2 separate regions of the Gossypium hirsutum genome follow, and region 2 is linked to region 1. The links are chromatin contacts, called in public Hi-C maps. All regions are on one chromosome and are shown on one strand. The core of a region is the stretch at or near the end of the contact, and the rest is flanking DNA. Distances in the headings are between cores, read along the strand shown. Region 1 holds the start of LOC107895354 (NADH dehydrogenase [ubiquinone] iron-sulfur protein 6, mitochondrial). Region 2 holds the start of LOC121212515 (transducin beta-like protein 3).

What was found. A called contact is a pair of places that touch in the nucleus more often than the background predicts.
Region 2: a contact with region 1 is called in a Hi-C map of leaf, with 4 times the contacts expected there. The contact joins the promoter of LOC121212515 here to the promoter of LOC107895354 in region 1. A contact is called at or near these places in 2 of 34 Hi-C or Micro-C datasets (both in leaf).

The regions. Positions count from the first base shown.
Region 1 is chrA13:99,845,362-99,851,702 of Gossypium_hirsutum_v2.1, reverse strand. It overlaps LOC107895354 (NADH dehydrogenase [ubiquinone] iron-sulfur protein 6, mitochondrial), which reads right to left and starts at 2,532. Exons shown (of 3, transcript XM_016820666.2): 1 at 2,273-2,532; 2 at 1,164-1,248; 3 at 508-824. The coding sequence starts at 2,389. The coding sequence ends at 715. LOC107895355 (a long non-coding RNA gene) reads left to right here and starts at 2,846. Exons shown (of 4, transcript XR_001683494.2): 1 at 2,846-3,065; 2 at 3,519-3,672; 3 at 3,890-4,821; 4 at 5,667-5,977.
Region 2 is chrA13:100,305,024-100,311,364 of Gossypium_hirsutum_v2.1, reverse strand. LOC121212515 (transducin beta-like protein 3) reads left to right here and starts at 3,974. Exons shown (of 15, transcript XM_041085423.1): 1 at 3,974-4,154; 2 at 4,550-4,866; 3 at 5,618-5,800; 4 at 5,918-6,067. The coding sequence starts at 4,570.

The DNA.
Region 1 (6,341 bases), core at 1,283-3,782:
TTCAGAAACCCAATGCCTGCCTTGATTTAGGTTCTAACTACTTAGCGGGTCTTTGTTTTATAAGCTTAGGACAAAATTTGTATCAACAATTCAATCCTAGTGCAAGTATAATTGAGTTTACTTGTGTTAAATATTGCCAAGTCTAGCGAAACTCTGAGCTACACCGATAGTCATCAGTTTCTACCAAAGAACTTAAAGGGGAGCGCTGTAGAATCCTGAGTGGGAGGAAACTCTTTTTTATAATTTTCATTTCTTTTATGTACAATTAACCTTCTTAAAAACATTATCAGTATAACTTGACATGAAAGTAAGCTCCCAAAATATCAAGCATGCATGCACTCTCTTGCACTTGTCAAATGAACAATATAGGCATAGTCTTCACATGAAAATGTGAAAGGGCTTTCGTGTCTCCTCGATCTCACTATGATTACTGATAAGAAGGAAGAAGTAAGAAAATAAATCAAGCCTGGAAATATATGATATTAACTCAATTATGCAAATGGAAGATTAGACCATAGATGTTCAAATTTACTTTCGAAATATCTTCTCAAATGAGAACTTCAAACACTTAATATGTGAAAAAGAAAAAAAAAACATCACTAAAATGGGTTCATCAAATTTGTTACCAACAACCTGAAACAGAGAAAAGTGCCCCATGGGTACAGCAAAATAAAAATTGTCCCAACAGCCTGAGAAGAACAAAACAAGTAGTTTCTAGTGATGGTGCTCTTGAACGTAGCGTAGGCCACAATACTTGCATACAGCAGGCTCTTTCAAGTCAAGGCATATGAATTCAATTGGGTGTCCCAAAGCAGGATCATTATCTAATACCAACAAAGACCAGGAAAACTTGTGTGTATCAGCTAAAAGATTCATGCAACATTATGTAGGGTTTATCATCTTATGTATTTATTTATGCCTTGGATTTTTCTTAGTTTTACCTGTCAGTGAGCAAAGTTTAGACGAGTTAAAATTAAATATTTATCTTTAGAGAATAACAAAATGGATGACTTCACTTGATTTGAAACTACATTTCAGTAACACATCTTAGCCATTTGCTCTTTAATAAAATATGATTTTAGGTTATCTATTGTGCCAGTACATAATTTAACTACTAATAAGCTTGTTCCCCGAGTACAAGGAAAATAAGGATCAGGACTAACCTCCTTCACAAGCTACAATCCGGCCTTCAACCTTGATCGGAGGGACTTCATTGATCAACTCCATAGGAGATTTCTTGCTTGAATCCTGCAAATTTGGAAAAAGAAAACAACAAAATAAAATAAATAAGAAAGCTTAATTTCTTCATTTCATTGCCCTCTTGTATTTTGAGAGGCAAAGGCCAATCGATTAATGATCGTTTTTTGCATGATCAGAAACATACTAACTTACTAAGTTAGTGGACTGGACTTTACCCTATCACTAACCATTTTTCTTAAGCACTTATAGGCATGACAAATTAACGAAAGTTACAAGGTAACCATGTTGAGACACACCTATTCTTACGCCAAATCCATGTCTATGAACCAAGGTATTCACGCATATGGTTAAAGTAAAAAGCAGTATAATCAAGAATATTTAACACTTTAAAGCTTTCTTCAAAATCAAAGAACTAAATTAGTGGGAAACAAAGATTGCATAAGTAAAACCAGAAAACATCCGCAGAGTATTCTACTTTGTTCATAAACAAAAAATAATCAACGCTTAAAAGCCACTTCATGTGCTTCAAAACGTAGGTAACAATAATCTGCCAGCATCTTCAATAATTCAAATTACCCAACAGGATGTAGAACACTTAACAAACAACAACAAGTAGACTCAAAAAATTGAAAGTTTTCAAAAGGGCTTCAAGCCTTCAGCGTACTCAATTTACTGAGTTAAGCACCAAAAACAATAAAAATATAAGGAAATTCCTGGATAAATAACTAGATAATCCGTCAAAGACAATAATTTCCAATTTTTAGTAAAACTTTCTTTTGAGAAAGTAAAATTACTTATTTTTTCTTTTCCGATAACTAAAATTTACGCTTGTCAGCTGAAATCAACGAAACCAAACATATTATTACGTCAAGAACCTGATAACGGAATTCAGATTCAGATTCTACAAGAACATTAAAAAACCAGAATGAATTATCAATTAAAGTTCCGATATTCATTTGTTTATAATAGTTTCAAGTAAAGCCCATAAAGGCCTAAAGCATAGCCCCAATCTTCCATAAATTTCAGAAGAAAATGGATAAAAAAAAAAGAGTGAAAATCTGGGATTAAGTACCTGCATCCATTTCGCAGTGTGATTGCTGATTTGGCTGCTAACAAGGCTGAAATTACGAGTCGTAGATCCCAAATACGATGACCTGATTAGGGTTCTCAGAACACCCGAATACGCCATTTTTTTTTTATAAAAAAAGGGGAATTTTCTTCTCTTCTTTTTTCTGGGTAATGAAATTCGAAGTCGGGACGGTGGAGATTCGAAAGAGCTAAAATATTGGTTAAAGGGCCTTCAAACGAAGATTGTTGGGCTCGGTCTTTGTGGATGGATGCTAAGCCCATTCTAAACATCAAATTAGCAAAATGAAAACAAAGCACAGTTTATACTTCCTAATTATATTTCAAAAGAAATTATATCAACTTGTACGTGACTCAATTGTAAATGTATTTATTAATACATGATATTAACGAAGATGGAGAGGGGGATAGTGTCAAGGAAGACTGATTTACCCTTGTTGGGGTTGAGAGCCGGAAAAGTTAGGAGGTTAGGCGAAGGTCGTTAAGAACTTAGCATATAACACTATGTTTGGTTGGAGGGAATGGCTATTCCATTCCCTCCTTATTCTTTGATGACTAGTAATGCTTTTGTTTGGTTCACCGTTTCTTCATTCGGCCGTATTACTTAAAGCGTTTCTATTCCCTCAAACGCGTAATAGGGATTCAGCGCTGAAAGCTTGGAATGGCTATTCCGACCATCGCCGAATAGAAATGAAGAAAATTCTTCCCAAAATCTCCTTCAGACTTTCTTTGCAAATGCGTTCAAAATTGCTTCTTTTATTACAACAATACACTTTCAGGTTAGCAGATTTTTCTTTTAAGTTTAATTTCGTTTGGTTTATGTTCTTCAATAATCAAATTTTGTTTTATAAGGGTTTTGGTGATGGGTTTTCTTTAAAATTTCTAAAAAAAATAAGCTACAACTCAACTCCCAAATCTCTGCCTTTTGGGGGAGATGATGTTTCGTTTTCTCTTATGGGAAACCTACGGACTAGAATTGAATTGCAGAGAGTCAATCGTAATCATCATATCGATATCTTCTTCTTAATCCTTGTTTTATTATTTCGATTTTGCTGCTGGAGATGACAAATATAAACTAATTAATGGAGGAGATAACTCAAATTTTGATGAATTTCTATTGTCTGTAATACCCACGCATATCCCTTTTGCAATATTTTTCGTTCTTTAAATCAGAGTTTTATTCCCAAATTTCTTACTAATAATAACTTAATTTTCATTATTATATTTTACAGTATTTCAGATTTGGAGATATGGTGCAACAAAAGAAAATTTATTAAGAAATATACATTATAGTGCTTTGGAGCAGATACAAATTGAAGTCCAGACACTAGAGGGTCAAATGGAACCAGAAGTTCTGCTAACGGGCAGTATAGATGGCTCCTTCAGGTATAAATGGAGTTGGAAATAGATATAGATGTATCTGCATCCTCTTCCAAGTACAGGATGCCTTCGATTTTCTATTATTGTACTATAAATTCTAGTACTTTAGTTGGATCTACAACTCAGTGATGTCAGTTTTTCAGCTTCAATGTTCTGTTTTTATGAGCTTGTTAACAAAATTTAGGTCAGGGTTGAAAGCTGAAATTGGAATATTCTTTCCTAGGATATTATTCTCCGACATGAATCAGTGCAGTGCTTAATTGGCATCATTAAGTCAATGGGAGCTTGGATGGATCAAGAGCTGAAGATAGGTGATTCTGACTTGTCTAGAAGCTTCGAGAGTGACCCTTCATCAGAGAGACCTTCAACCTCGATTGTAGAAAATGGAGTTGTCCCTGATTGTGAGTTGCATCCAGAAATGAATTTTGAATTGTCAGATACTGCTACGCTTGAGCAACGCCGGGCTTACAAGATTGAACTCCAAGTCGGTAATTTTTTTATGTTGGGATAAGTATGAGTGGTTCTTCAAGTAGCAGTTACTTATCTAGTACTGAAACTGTCACAGAGGGCCGCCTAAATATATCATTATAATTTGCCGTATTACTATTGACTTCTCTTAAGTCATGTAATTTTATGTAGCGTAATTTTATGTGTAGCTCTCATTTTCTTTTACAAGCTTAGTTTTACTGACCAACTTTACTGGGTTAAATGCAGAAAGGTGGCTCATTATTTAACAGGAATCCTTCCAAAGGCATCAAGTTTCTTATAAATATATGCAGATGAGAGCTTTATTGCCTGATAGACCACGCTTTTCTTCAGCCAAGTTAAATAGTTGCATGACTATTTCATTCTTGAGATATTCCAATGGAAGCACAAAGTGTTTCTGATCCACATTGTATACAACAAAATCGCCCTACTCAATTGTTGTCGACGTGTTGCAACTGTTTGCGCCAGTATCTAAGGTGGCACTTGATGGTGTGATCCTCTTTCTCCTGATTGTAGCCATTTTTTGCCATTTTCTTACTAACTTGATAAGCTTCTTAGCGCTGACCATCTTGCTTTGCTCTAAGGTTAATAGGAAAGAACTCCAAGATTTAGGCTTGAAACTCTTCTAGATATAAAGCAATGGAAATTTGATGAATATATAACTAGAAGGTGAGAGACAGTCCCTTTAATGAACAGTACAATACCGGTATTCATTGGAAACAAAGACGTGGTAGGTAGATATGTATAGTCTGCAAGGTGACCATGTTTGTTTTTATTGGATGATTAACCCCCAGCAAAGTTGATCATATATAGAAGTTCATATATACATCTTTATGTAACTTCCAAGTGGTTTAACAACAATAAGGTCCAGTAATGAAAGTGGTCAGATGATCCACATGTTCTGGATTGATGAGTTTTTATGATTTCTGAAACAGATTTTGCCCCTTAAAGATTGTTTATCTCTAGGCTGTTATGCTTTTAAATTGTCTTTTGTCTAAATCTACTCCGCATTTATCTGTCTGTTAATTGCTTTAAGAGATTATGGGGTCAAATATATGCTTAAATCTGTTTGAGCTGCCTTTTCTTGATAACTATTATAACTAGATAGACATAAAAAATATATGGTAAAAAGAACTCTTCAATTCCTCTCAATTTCGAATTGAGCAAATTGGTCCTTCTAAGAAAATCAAAGCAATTTATTTCCTATCAATTTCGAAGGTTAGAAATTAAGGACAATTAATCATAGAGTTAATGTTTTCATGGATTATACATGATTTTGATTGGTCTAATAACAAATTTAGCCCTTATTGTTAATACATTCTATCAATTGGGTCCTAATTTAATAAATTTATCTTGCAACATTTGTGTAAATTTTGAAGTTGAATTTATTGAATTTTCCTGATATTGGCTATGAATTGAGCTTGCATGCTTCCTCACAACCATCTTCTTCTAAGCCAGGTAAATCTATTGAAGATTTAGTTGAGCCTTTCGCTAATACAGCTCAACGTTTGCAGGCAAACATGGAGAACCACTTTCAGAACATAGAAAATCAAATCAATCAACGTACAATTTTAGTGTAGTAGATTAGAAACTCAAGAAGTTGACCAAGAGGTGGTCGCTCTCAAGGAATTAACACTGAATTTCTGAATAATTACACAATATGCATACTTATGTAGCTTTTTGATAGTATAATGACATGATAGAATGTGATTACAATATTGTAACTTTTTGATGTTGTAAAATTTTATAACATATGAATTATGACATATAAACTAATGAAATCATGTAACTTTTTGTTAGTATATGAATATTATATTTGGATCTGAAATATAATTCTCAAGTTATTTATTCTTCTAATATTTTGTTTATAATTAAATTATTTGTTTCAGTAATGATATTTTAGCACATTAAATATGTATTACAGTTTAAAAATAATAAAGTAGATTATATATTATTTTTTTAGTATTATATATTATGATTTTTTAATTCATATAATAATAATTATATTAATAATGTTATTAAATTACATATTATTTTATTAAATTATATTTAATAATAATTATGTTAAAATATGGTTAAATTATTTTTTTAATAAAATATATTTAATAATAATTTTATTAAAATTTAATAACAATAACAATAATTATCTACCTTAACAAAAAATTCTACTAAGGGTATTCTGGTCGTTT
Region 2 (6,341 bases), core at 2,725-5,224, 460 kb before region 1:
CAATATTAACGTAGCTTAAGCTACATGCACACAACCTTTTTATATTTTAAAACTAAATATTTTGAACAACATAGGTCATTTTGGCAACTCATTGCTTCAACTAAGTTTCAATATTCAAATTTAAAATTCCCAAAATAATCAAAGGTTAAAAACTAAAATTTCTGAGCGCTACGATTTTCAAAATTTTACAGTAAAATACAAAACCAAAATTTAATCAAACTTAAAATCAAATTCTGTATCATTTTTGACATAAATATTTAATCATAGCAAACTATTAGATACAGAAGCGTATTTGAATTCATTGTTGGAGATTGTCCATAAATTTTTTTTTTTTTATCTTTCAAGAAAATAGTTTTCTCTTTTTGTATAATTCTATGATGTGGAAAGAAAAGATATATGAGATAACCTATTTATTAGGGACCACTACTACTTTAAATAACTGATTATTAAATCAATTTTGAGTATTTATGATTTGGCCCCTCATCCAATTATAAGTTTAACTTATGGAATCTAGATATTATTTTCATGACACGTTAATACCTATGATACTTATAATATAATTAGTCAATTAATTTTGTATCACACTTTATAATAGTATTATAAATTATACATATGTGTCCATAATTGAGAATTTTAATCCAACATTATATACTTGGAACTGGCAGTTATGCTTTTCACATGTCGAATGAGAATACTCGAGTATATTCAATGACCTTTTTTCTTCTCTCTTTTAAGAAAAGATTGTAATTGAAGTTGAGGTTTGTAAAATGCTGTTATGATATTTGTATTTTTTTTAATTTTAATATTGTTTTGCTATTTAAATTTAAATATATTTTCTAACATAAAAAAATCTTAAATTATATCAAAATCAAATTCAACGCCTCCAATATTTAAATAAATAAAAAGAAGACAAGGATTGCCATCAAAAGCAATTACTTGTAGATGCCCTACATAAGTGACAGCTCTCCAAGATAAGATTGGGTAGCTGCCCTTGCATCGTTTAGATTTGTACACGAAAGGGATTTGGATTAGAGAAGAAGGAAAGAGCCCTAATGATATGCATTCGGCCAACGATGGAACTGTTGGGATCTCCAATATTCTACAACCCTTACTTCATGGATTTGGATTTTATTTGACGAAACTAAAAACATAGAAAATGTTTTAAGAAACTTGTGTTTAAAAACTTCAAACCAAAACATCCACACACATCTCTTAATACTTATTACTTTTCATATAATCATAATTCATAAATTTACCCTTATTAAATAAAAATAATATTCAATAATAAATCTTTAGATTAAATATTTTTAAAAAATTAAAATTTTTATTTTAATTAAAAATAAAATTATTTCAAATTTATTTTACATATATTTTCTAAATATAACAATGCATATATGTAAAATTGATTTTGGAATGAATGTTGTAATGCAATTGAAATTTCAATCAATATATGGAAAGGGAAAGAAAGGAAAACAATAAGAAATAAATATAATACGTAACCAATATACTATATAAATGATTAAATATGCATATCGAAATTTAAATTATAAAAAAATTTCAAAAAATCAATTGAAATAACAAGAGAATTAGTAATAGAGACATGTTTTTTTTCTTTGAAATAGTGCCTGCTCCAACATATGAAATTATCATATTATCTTTGTATTTATATAAAACTATTAAAATAGTAAAAATGTAATAACACAATATAGAAAAAAAAGTAACATATTTTTTATTTAAATATCTTTTGAAGAATTATGTTTAAATATTTACTTGACGTTAAAAAAAAATAAAAAATATTAAAAATAAGTAGCAAAAATTAAATTGAAGTGGAGTGGATCGAGGTGAGGATAGATGTATCCAATAGAGATAATAGTTGTTTACAAGATTTTGCATCCATAATAAAGCATGGTGAATGGTGGAGCAGAGTATGTCAACTATAGAGTGGTGACGGATTTAGCAATATTAACCCCCGCCTTGCTCAATTGCCATCCCTAGTTGATAGAGAAAATGAGGTAATAATCTTTATTTTATTTACAATTAATAGACTAATACCCTAAATCAAAATAAAATAGAATTAAATTTATCTTTAAAATCTTTTTAACTTTCCACCTTATCAATTTTTCTCATCTTTTATCATAGAATCGCATTGTCATGTTTACGAGAAAGTTAGATTTAAAAAAAGCAATTGATATATTAAATATTGGAATTACTTTTGAAGTAATTAATTTTTTAATAAATTTATTATTAGTGAATATACACCACCTAATTCTTATTCTAGCTCATAGAAATGTTCATGGGCCGGGTCAGGCCGGGTTCGGGTCGGGTTCAATTAAAAAATCATGCCCATTTATTGGGCTCGGGCCAGACCGGGTCAAAAAATGGGCCTAAAATTTTGCCCAAGCTCGACCCGGATAAAAATACTAAAACCCGGGCCCGGCCCGGCCCGCCCGTATTATTTTTATATTATTTTTAAATATATATAATACATCAAAAATACTAAAAATATCAAAATAAATATTTCCCAACAAATTGAAAATAAATTTTAAAAAATATGTAGACTTAAATAACACTAAGATAAATGCAACTTAACAAGCAAATGCTTCTAAAATAATAAAAAAATTAACAAACGCCTTTAAAATAATAAGAAAATTAACAATAAAATAAATTTTATACAATATTCAAACAATAACAACAAAATAGTAGCAACATAATAGTAAAATGGTAGGAAAATAAGGAGAAAACAACAAGAAAATAACATTCAAAAATTTTAAAAAAATGCAGATTTTTTTGTCTTTTAGTGAATTCGGGTCAGGCCGGGTCGGACCGGGTCCGGGCTAAAAATACTTTACCTGAGGCCTGACCCATTTTTTAAACGGGCCTTATTTTTTTGTCCAAGCCCATTTTTTGAGTCTATATTTTTGCCCAAACCCTTTCACATTTCGTACGGGCCTTTAGGCAGGACCGGGTAACCTGGCCCATGCACACCTCTATTTAGCTCCCATGAAATTCAATGCGGCCTTGCATGGGCTTATTTTATGAGCTCATTGACTGTCCAATTTTCATGGGCCGCTAGACCTCCTAAAGGGCTTTCTTCCACTGCAAATATCCAACAAAGTAATTAGTCAATATCCAAGTTTTAGTGACCCAACAATTTGAGCTTATATCTACTACTTTTTACACAATGTTTAATATTGATCATAACTCCTCCTCAATTATAATGCGTTGCAACACAATCGAATTTAATATTTTTATATTAACAACAATACTCATATTAATTAAATTAAGATTCAATTAACTTAATTTATGTATTTTTAATGTCTAGTGTTTCTTTTTTTTTTAAATTGATTTTTTAAATATTACAATTTCATCTACCATGTATACTTTTTTACTCATTAAAATTTGTCATTTTCTTGACACACAAAGAAATGATGAGCATTTCGTATTATTAAATGTAAATATATATTAAAATATAAAATATTTCTCATTGTTATTGAATTATAACAAAATAATGTAACGAAGAAGACAATATAAGTATAAAAGTAAAAATATCACCCACATTGTAATATAAAATTATAAATTAATACATAATATCTAACTATTTAGACATAATTATACTAGAATTTTTAATATTTCATCCAAATAAAATTATGTAGCATTACTATGATATAGTTTATTTAATTCATCACTAAATTTTAAATAGTTTTAAGTGAGTTTTTAAAATATAAATATTGTATGAAGTAAGTTATTGTATTAGTTTAATGCTAGTTTAAATAGATAATGTCATTAAAATTTAAGAAGGCTATTTGTCTAACCCATTATATCCAAGCTCCAAATATTATTCGAGTAGTAAGTACATAAACTCTTACCAAAAGGGCTTGATTGATACGATACGATACTCAAATGATTTAATTAAAATATTTTGAAGTTTGAAGATAATTTAGAATTTAAGCAGTAATATGAGGAGTTCTAATGCAATTAATCCAATCATAGATTAGAAAGGTTTTCTAAAATTTCGTTTTAACCATTCTCGACCCGCTCCAAACTCCCTTCTTTCTCACATACCCGCCGCCAAACAAGCCTCTCCCTCCCTTCCGGTCCCTGACCCAAGCCTTCTCTTGGCTTCAAGTTGCCGACTGGCCAGGAAACCAAATAAGGTAATTTTGAAACCCTAAACTTAAGTTAATATTGTGCATGAGTCATGGGATTTTGAGTTATTTGCATTACTTTGCTATATTTGATTTTCTGTTTTCAATCCTACTGCTTGCTACTTTGTCTCATCTATACTTTATCCCTTTACTTTGTTGAGAAGAAGGGTTTTTTCTTGAAGCTATCGGTTTAGAGGAAATAGCAGACCGTTGTCGCTGCTGTTTTCTGTTACACTGCTATTTGCGGTCACTATCCTCTGCTATTGATGTGAAACCGCTATTGTGGTTTCTCTGCGGAGGCAGAAGGTGCTGCTACTACGAAATAGCGGCTGTGGCACTGATACGCCACTGCTATTTGAAACTCTGCTAAAAGAAATCATTAAATTCTTTTTCTCACCTTTCAGAAAAGTAGAGAATAGAAAAAATGGCGTCAGCAACATTAAAAAAGAACTATCGCTGCTCTCAGTCGCTGCAACAGTTTTATAGTGGCGGCCCATTTGTGGTCTCATCAGATGGCTCTTTCATTGCTTGTTCGTGCGGTGAATCCATAAAGATTGTGGATTCATCAAATGCCTCCACGAAATTTACCATCGAGGCTGAGTCCAGTACCATCACGGCATTGGCTTTAAGTCCCAATGATAAGTTGTTATTCTCTGCTGGACATAGTAGGCAAATTAAGGTCTGGGACTTGGATACTTTCAAATGCCTGCGCTCTTGGAAGGTCAGGCTTTATTTATTTGTTTGCTTTTTTTTTTCCTAAATAATGTTATGAAGAATTTAAACTTGTTCTTTGGCTCTACAACTGTGAAGCCAAAAGGTGGGATTTGGTGTTAAAGCAAATTATGTCTTTGAAGAATTAAAAATGTGCCATTGTAATTTTGCTAGGAACGAAAGTTTAGCATGCTTTTGCTTAAATGAGGTAAGTATTTTGAATTAGTTCAATTAAACTGCATAGAAAAATTCAGTAGCAAAAGTAACAACGGAATGAAGCATTAATTATTATAATGATTTCTTTAAAATCGCATGACTTATAAAGTTCATATATTTTTCAGTCATATTATAATGAAGCTCTAATTGTTATAATGACTTGCCAAGTTCAAGTTAGCGGTCTTGTAACCAACATCAATTTCAGTGAATTGGTCTTAAAAGATACGCTAAACATGTGCGTTGGAATATATTCATTTCTTTGTACTTGAATGCCTTGAAACCTTGTTTTTTTTTTTTTTAAGTGAAGAAGAGTGACACATAAGAATGGATCCCAATTTTTACCTACCTTAGGACATCTTTAATTAGGTACAATGACATTTTATGATCCAAATCACTGATTTCACATTGAGGGGGAAACACAAAGTGGTTGTTAAATGTATAACATAAGTTTTATATTAGTATTAATTTATAGTTAATATTGTTATGTTCACAAACTTGGCAGAGCTTTTGGCTTTCTTTTTATTTTAATATTTATCTTTGAGTAGGGGCATGATGGTCCAGTAATGGGTATGGCTTGCCATGGCTCTGGTGGACTGCTTGCAACTTCAGGAGCTGATAGGAAAGTTCTTGTTTGGGATGTTGATGGTGGTTTCTGCACTCATTACTTTAAAGGTCATAAAGGTGTTGTGACTAGTATCATGTTTCATCCTGATGTAAATAAAAGCCTTGTAAGTAGTACCTCAGTCTATTTAGACTGCCTTTTTTTTCTTTTTGACCCTTGTGCTAGCAATTGGTTTATGCTTTTTAAATGTAATCTGTCTGAGCCTTTTTCCTTGTTCCTGTAGCTTTTCTCTGGAAGCGATGACACTACTGTACGGGTCTGGGATCTTCTAGCGAAAAAGTGTGTTGCAGTGCTAGAAAAACATTTCTCAGCAGTTTCTTCTATGGCTGTGTCAGAAGATGGATGGACGTTGCTAACTGCAGGAAGAGATAAGGTAGGGGCAAAGTTCCTTCGATCTTGATATAATTATTTTATAAAACGTCTATTATACAGATTTAAAAATAAATATTTGTAATCAATCTTTTTGTAGTTGTGATTTTGTGTCATTGTATGCATATAGTAACACTACTAAACAGCGAGAATTTCCTGTAAATGCCACTAAGACTTTTGACAGCTTTAATGCTTTTTGCGAACCTTTTAGATTATTTTAAATTGTGGTTTTTGATTCTCCTATATTTTTATCCCTTCAATTGTTTCGTTTAACCTTG